Regions from separate parts of the Mus musculus genome. Here region 2 is linked to region 1. A link is a contact called in public HiChIP or PLAC-seq data. All regions are on one chromosome and are shown on one strand. The core of a region is the stretch at or near the end of the contact, and the rest is flanking DNA. Distances in the headings are between cores, read along the strand shown.

Evidence for each region. HiChIP or PLAC-seq counts read pairs in DNA pulled down with a chosen protein or histone mark.
Region 2: an H3K4me3 HiChIP or PLAC-seq map of embryonic stem cells shows a contact between it and region 1, with 4 times the contacts expected there. The contact joins the promoter of Ube2z here to the enhancer-like site in region 1. A contact is called at or near these places in 6 of 39 promoter capture datasets (the 3T3-L1 cell line, 3T3-L1-derived adipocytes, embryonic stem cells and 2 more), 8 of 484 Hi-C or Micro-C datasets (the G1E-ER4 cell line, embryonic somatosensory cortex, embryonic stem cells and 4 more), 10 of 115 datasets of contacts at active chromatin or transcription factors (craniofacial prominence, embryonic limb bud, embryonic stem cells and 4 more) and 1 of 9 other capture datasets (adipose tissue).

Annotation. Positions count from the first base shown.
Region 1 is chr11:95,957,880-95,961,179 of GRCm38.p6, reverse strand. Igf2bp1 (insulin-like growth factor 2 mRNA binding protein 1) reads left to right here. Exons shown (of 15, transcript NM_009951.4): 15 at 1-3,300. Among named protein-coding and RNA genes, the nearest start is that of Mir3063, 3.9 kb to the left of the region's middle. Within about 2 kb of position 1,814, at least 8 of the 459 cell types and tissues checked have an H3K27ac peak or open chromatin away from gene starts, as enhancers often do. A contact at or near this core is called in embryonic stem cells, where this site is marked.
Region 2 is chr11:96,063,680-96,066,979 of GRCm38.p6, reverse strand. Ube2z (ubiquitin-conjugating enzyme E2Z) reads left to right here and starts at 1,616. Exons shown (of 7, transcript NM_172300.3): 1 at 1,616-2,028. The coding sequence starts at 1,706.

The sequences.
Region 1 (3,300 bases), core at 565-3,064:
TTTATGGGAAAGACAAGGCCACTCTGTTCCCATCGGGCCACCTGGTTTGTCATTACAGTGCTTTTCCTGATGATTTTTTGGTTATTGTTTCATTCCCACCCCACCTTGTTCTTGTCTGTGTCATTCTGCATAGACCACAAGGCCAGCGGACCCTCCATAACTGCCCTCCCCGTCTCCCTGCCTCCTTAGGTTGATCTGCTTCATTCTAAAAGTGGACCTGTTAGGGCATTCTTGGTTTTAGAGTGGTGGGTAGCCAAGAGGAGGAAGAGGAAATGCTGAGTGTGGTTGGGACAGGGTCTTACCACTTGGTCCCCATCACAGCCACGGTCTCTCATAGGCTCCAGACCATTTAGTCCAAAGAGAGAAACAGTCTTTAGGATGTAACAGGCCAGTAGAATTAAGCTTCCCACCTGGCTCTATGTGCTTTGTTCCCATTCAAAGCAGACAATGTTCAGACATCGGCCATTTAGTGATTTCAAGTGGATTTCTTGCAGCAAGCATGCTTTGATACCTGGTTCAAGTGACCATGGGGGGATCCCATAGTACCTGGAATGAGATTGCTGGAGCGTCTGTTCCTTGGGGACCTGCCCCCTTCACACCTTAAGTCCAAGTCCTTCCCTTTAGCTGATTGAGCTCCCAGAAGAGATCAGAACATGTGTGACAAGGGACCTGAAAACTTACATGGACTAGGCAAGGTTCCACTCATGGCTGGATTTGCCCAGCAGCAAGATTGTGAAAGTTGGCTTCCTAATGAAAGTAAGAATATGGACTAGGGGCAGAGGTCAGCAGGAAGGGAGAGCCTGGCTTATTTGGGTTGTCTGGTGACTCAAAGGCCAGATCTTAGGGCAGCTCCTTACCCTGCTTGTCACCTCTTTTTTTTTTTTTTTCCAAACCCTGTCCTAGGTAAGATGGCAAATTATTACAAAAAGCACTTGGGATATTTGGACAGTTGAGAAAAGCAACCTTTAGAAGAAACTGCTTCTGTGCTCAGAGGTCTATGTATAGAGGTGTGTGTGTGTGCACTACACACGTAGTTTTATGAATGAAAGGATCATCTCTTGGGTCTATTTTTTAAATTCTTGGAAACACATAAAAAGCCAAATGGTTTGACTCACTGACTGACTTTGAAGCTGCATCTGCCGCTTACACCGCAGTGGCTTTAACCCCCTCTGGGGTCTGGTTGCCTTTTGCAGTTTGTGGACTTAGTTGCTGGAAGGAGGTCTAGGTACGAGGGAAGTCGTGTGGCCTTTGACTCTTTCCGGTCCTTTCTGTCTTTCATTTCCCTAAACTCTCCGCTTTTGGGGAAAACTCCTGCCTCGCTATTGGCTGGAGACACCATGTCAAAACCCCGAGGATGCTGGGACAGGATGTTCCAGTTGGTTCTGTATGTCCGTTTTCCTTTGTGCCAAAGACAGACAGACAGACAGAGGCTGAGAGGCTGTTTCTAAGACAAAGCAGTGGCCGGCCATCTTTCTACATCTCCTAGGCCTGTCTGTGAGGGGGAGGGTCCTGGAGACTACACTAAAGACAAGCACCACTCTTGTTAAGTTCCTGGGGGATTGGGGTGTGGTGCTTGCCCAGGGCTAGGGAGCAGGGAAAAGGGGGTCCTGTTGCACTTTGGGGAAGGAGGGACTCTTGGGCTCCCTGTGGGACTGCTCTCCTCCCCTGTCCCCACTGCAGAGATGGCACCGTGGAGTTCCCTTCAGGCCTGGCAGACTGGCAGTGAGGAGGGGCCTCAGTTAGCTCTCAAGGGTGCCTTCCCCTCCTCCCTTCCCAGACACCCTCTGCCAAACTGGGAACCAGCAGTGCTATTAACTACCTCAGCCCCAGAGGGCGCCAAGCCTAACTGAGCCCCAGGAGGAGCTGTCGATTTAGGCAACTCTTCTCCCCCTCTCTCGGGACGAGGTCGCCTTTCCTTGTCCTAAGTGCTCCTGGGGGAGATCCTAGTGGCTTTGCCATTCAGACCACACAACTGTTTTTGCCTGTTTGTTGAAAACCAATAGAAGGAGACCAGCTTGGCAGGACATTGCAGGAAGAGACCCCCTCATCAATGCCAGGGGATGTAAAAGCCATTTTCCTTCCAGATACTCAATGGTTTAGGTGCAGAATGTTGTTCTTGTATTCAGACATACATAGAGTAATACCAGCTGAAACATGGTGTTTCTTTCCTTTGGATACATCTCAGTGAGGGTTCAAGATCCGGGACAGGCCACATGCTTCATGGTCTAGAGGCTAGGCCAAAGCCTCAACCCTGCACGGCCTGATGTGGTATCATTACGGATGCCCTCAAATGGGTGACTATGGACTGACAAAAGAAGAGAATTTGTTTTTCTTAAATAGCAGGATGCTCCTGGAGCGTGTGTTTTTCATAATCACAGATGATGAATACTACGAGTATAAATGGATGAACTACCTCAGTCCTCACAGTAAGATTGGAGATGAGGGCAGGGACTCATGCCTCGGGGATGAATCCCAGCCAGGAGAGAGTTTTGGCTTATGCCACACTAGGTTTGTCATGGGGATCGGGCAGGCTTGCCCGGGTCCCCACTCACATTGGTCGGGTTGGCAGGGTTCCGTCATCTCGTGTCCCCTCCCCCCCACCCCATCCCCTTTTCTGCTCTCCTCCCCCACTCTCTCATCCCTTCACTCCAGCTCCTCCCCCTCTCTCTCAGAGCTTAAGCTTAAGCTTGATGTGAGGAAAGGAATGGGCTCCTTCCCTAGAGAGCTGGATGGAGGGTGGTTCTGGGTCCGGCCTGGAATCCCCTAGTCAGCTCCTAACTTGGGAACCGGGGCCTCTTCAACAGGGTTTCTTCAAGATCCTCTGCCTCCACTGAGTCCCCTCGGGAGGTGTGTGTGTGTATGGGGGGAGGGGGCGCGCTCTGAGATAGAGCAGGATCCTTCTGCCCTGGGGCCTGGTCCAGTCTACCAGGCTCGCTCAGGCCACCTTTGTAGTTGACCACCGCCAGGTGCCCTAGCCCTCCCCACCCCTAAATGACCTCCTTATAGAAGCCTGTTTCACTTTTGGTTTTAATCTACCTCTTAGCAAAACAATATAGAGAAATTTAGGTAGTGGCAACTCCACTTGCTTAGGTTAGGCGGGGGAAAGATTTCTTTTTCCAAAGGAAAAACTATTACCTTAAAAATACTTTCCAAAAAATCTTAAAAAAAAAAAAAATAAAAACCAAAAAAAATTTTTTTTTCTTTTAAGGGAGGGAGACAATTTCCAGTAACCATGGGATTAATTTCCTACACTCTTTTCCCCCATACATATGGTTTCCTCTTTGGCAGTTGTCACATGTC
Region 2 (3,300 bases), core at 367-2,866, 110 kb before region 1:
AAGCTGAATTCACAAATAATACACAAGCTAGAGCCCTAGGTACATGCATGTGTGTGTGTAGCAAAAAGGACAACATCTGGAACCAGATGCAGCTTTGCCCCCTGCTCTCAGTGTGATCCTATGTGTGTGACTGACCTTCTGTCTGTCTGTTGTCATTCTGTCACAAAAGGCTAATAACAGTCCTTCTATCACAGAGCTGGTGAGAGGAACAAGTAAAATAAAGCAGATAAACAATGTGTAGCCTTAAGCACTCAATTAATGGCAGCTTCAAAACATAATGTATTCACTATTCCCAGACCCCCGCCCCCAGACCATTTGAGAAAACGCACAAATGTCCAGAACGCAGGCTCTTCACTTGTTGGTTTTTGTGTTTTGAGACAGGGTGTCCCTTTGTTGCCCAGATTGCCTTGAACTCAATTTGTGGCCTCAACTATTTATGTACGATAGTTCCCTCATCATTCCTCAACCTCTCTAGTGCTTAGCTTACGAGCTGTGCCACCACAGGAGCCAGGCTTCTTCGGGAGGAAAAGAAGAAGAAAAAAAAAAAAAAACAAGATCCAAAGTGAGGCTCTGGCTGTTTGTTCTAGAATGAATCTTCATAAATGTACTAAAGTTAATATGAATATTTCATTGGGTGTGGTGGCTTATGCCGGTCATCTCAGCACTAAGAAGGCTGAGGTAAGCAGCTACATATTGGAAACCTTGTCTCAAAAACTATTCATACACTTTGCTATAGAGTATCAATGTGTTTGTTTCGGATGTTGTCTCAGACCAGCTGAAAGGGTTGTGTAAATTCTCAGTCATGCGGTACCTCTGGTTTTCCTACAGTTAGCAAACACACACACAGACTCATATTCCTGTCAGTAGAACAAGGTTAAGGTCTTTTCCCCTTAGTCAGAGTTAATTTTCGTATTACAAATCTCAATATAGTTCTAAGAAATTGAGAATTTCAAACCCGTAACTCCAGGATTAGCGGGTAGAAAAGGTACTGAGCTTGGAATCAAGCCTGATGCTTGACTTCTACCAAGCTGTCAACTTCTGTGTCATTATCTCCAGGGCAATGCCTAGCAACAGCTCCTGGCCTTTAGTATGCCCTTCATAAATAAATATCGAATAAACTCAAATGAGGTGGTCTTTTATTCGCACGTTCTGATTCCGTTCTTCCTCTTAGTCCATCCGCAGTCAGGCGACAATAGTAGTCGATGGGGGAGAAGACCAGACATGATACAGCACAGAGCCGTAGGGATGTGAAGGGCCCTAAACTACTCAAGCTCTTCTTTCGATTGCCCTACAGGGAAGGTGGACCTTAGTCCTACCCTAGGATTGAACATCGATGGTCCCTCCCTTTAAAAGAGAAGCTGTGGGTCTCTCCATCTTCTTTGAACTGTCTTCTCCGACATCAACTCTCCCAACATAAAACCTTTAACCATGGAAGGCTACCAGCATCTCCAGCGGGGCGCAGAATCTGCGCTGGCCTGGAGCGCCAGCTAGTCCGCTAGCCCCCGCCCCCCGCTCTGGAGGACCGTGGGTGGACGCTCTGGCAGCACGCCTCTCGCTGGTCCGGGCGGAGGTGGGCGGAGCCAGCGCCACCCGGGCTGGGGAAGCCGAGGGTGGGGACACTCTGGCCCGGCTCTCGGTGGTGCGGGAGCAGCGGCCGCTCTGGTCGGCGGACGTGCTGCTGAGCAGTCCCGGAAGCGAAGCAGCGATGGCGGAGAGTCCGACTGAGGAGGCGGCGACGGCGACGGCTGGCGCCGGGGCGGCGGGCCCAGGGTCGAGTGGTGTTGCCGGTGTGGTCGGCGTTAGCGGGAGCGGCGGCGGGTTCGGGCCGCCTTTTCTGCCGGATGTGTGGGCGGCGGCGGCGGCGGCGGGCGGGGCCGGGGGACCGGGGAGCGGCCTGGCTCCGCTGCCAGGACTCCCGCCCTCGGCCGCTGCCCACGGGGCCGCGCTGCTTAGCCATTGGGACCCCACGCTCAGCTCGGACTGGGACGGCGAGCGAACCGCGCCACAGTGTCTACTTCGGATTAAGCGGTGAGCCGGGGGTTTTTCCTCCCTCACCCCGGAGCTCCAGGGCTCGACCTTCCCCGCCCCCCACCTTTCCCCATCGGGGCTCTCTCCCGCCTCACGTCTTCCAGGCCCAAACCCTGCGGGCCTCTCTACTGACGGGGGCCTTAAGTGTCGCCCTTTCCCTCCCTCCCGCCCTCTCAGCGCCCGGCCCTACAGCCCAAACAGATCCGCGATTGCCCTCGGGCCTACCCCGCCCCTTAGCGACCTCCGGTGAGCCCTGCAGCTCCGTTCCGGATGCCTTATCCCTACCCCCTCCCGTTCACCCGAAACCTGACCCTTTTGCTCTTCTGTAACGCTCGGTCCCGCCCTTCGCACTTCCCCTCTAACCTACCCCACCAGCTTACCTAAAGGCTGCCCTCAGGCCCCACCCATCAGTTCTCCATCTCTTCTGGAGTCCCCGCTTGGAACATCCTCTACCTGCATTGCCCAGTTGCAGACTCGAGTCAGTCTTCCTTTTTACCTTTCCTTACCTCGTTTCCCCACCATATGGCCCTTTCCACGGGTCTAGAGAGCCTCCCTGACTTTCCAGATCATTTCTTGAACCCCCTTTCCAATCACCCCAAAACTGTCCCTCACACCTGTCCCTGAAACTCTGCGTTCCTACCATCTCTCACTATCACTCTGGATTGTAACATCTTAGTCAAGAACTTTTTTCCTATTATTTACCCCCAAGGTTGTCTGGTTTACTTTTGTAAAGCAGATGTACTCCCTTCAAATACAGGAACAAAAGGCCTAGGGCCTGTCTGTGCTTGTGTCTTGGGTGACCGATCTTAGATCGTATCACTTCATAGATAAATATGTTTTGCAAAAGTGCTCACTTAGTATGGTACCAATTGCATGGCAAAAGATAAGACTGTTGAGCTATTAATTTTGAAACTTGTTTCCTGGTGACCAGACTTAGTCTTTTCATCTTAGCCTCTTATCTGGCTATTATCCCAAACATTCCAAGTCCCCTCAGGTGTCTGCCCGGCTACATATTTTCCAAGTTTTTAATAAAAAAAAACTACACCATGCACGTAAAGTACCTGGCACAGTGCCGGACGTAGAACAACTTCACAGTTATTGCCACCCCTAACTTAACTCCTTAGCTGTTTGATTCTCTTAGTCTGGATACAGCTTTGAGTTTGGCCTGGACGAACTTCTTTGTTCGGCTACCCTTCTGTGTCCCCAGACTTCCTCATAATTGACTTCTTCTGAGCCAGTTCTCAACTGATCCATTCTAGTTGATTACTGACC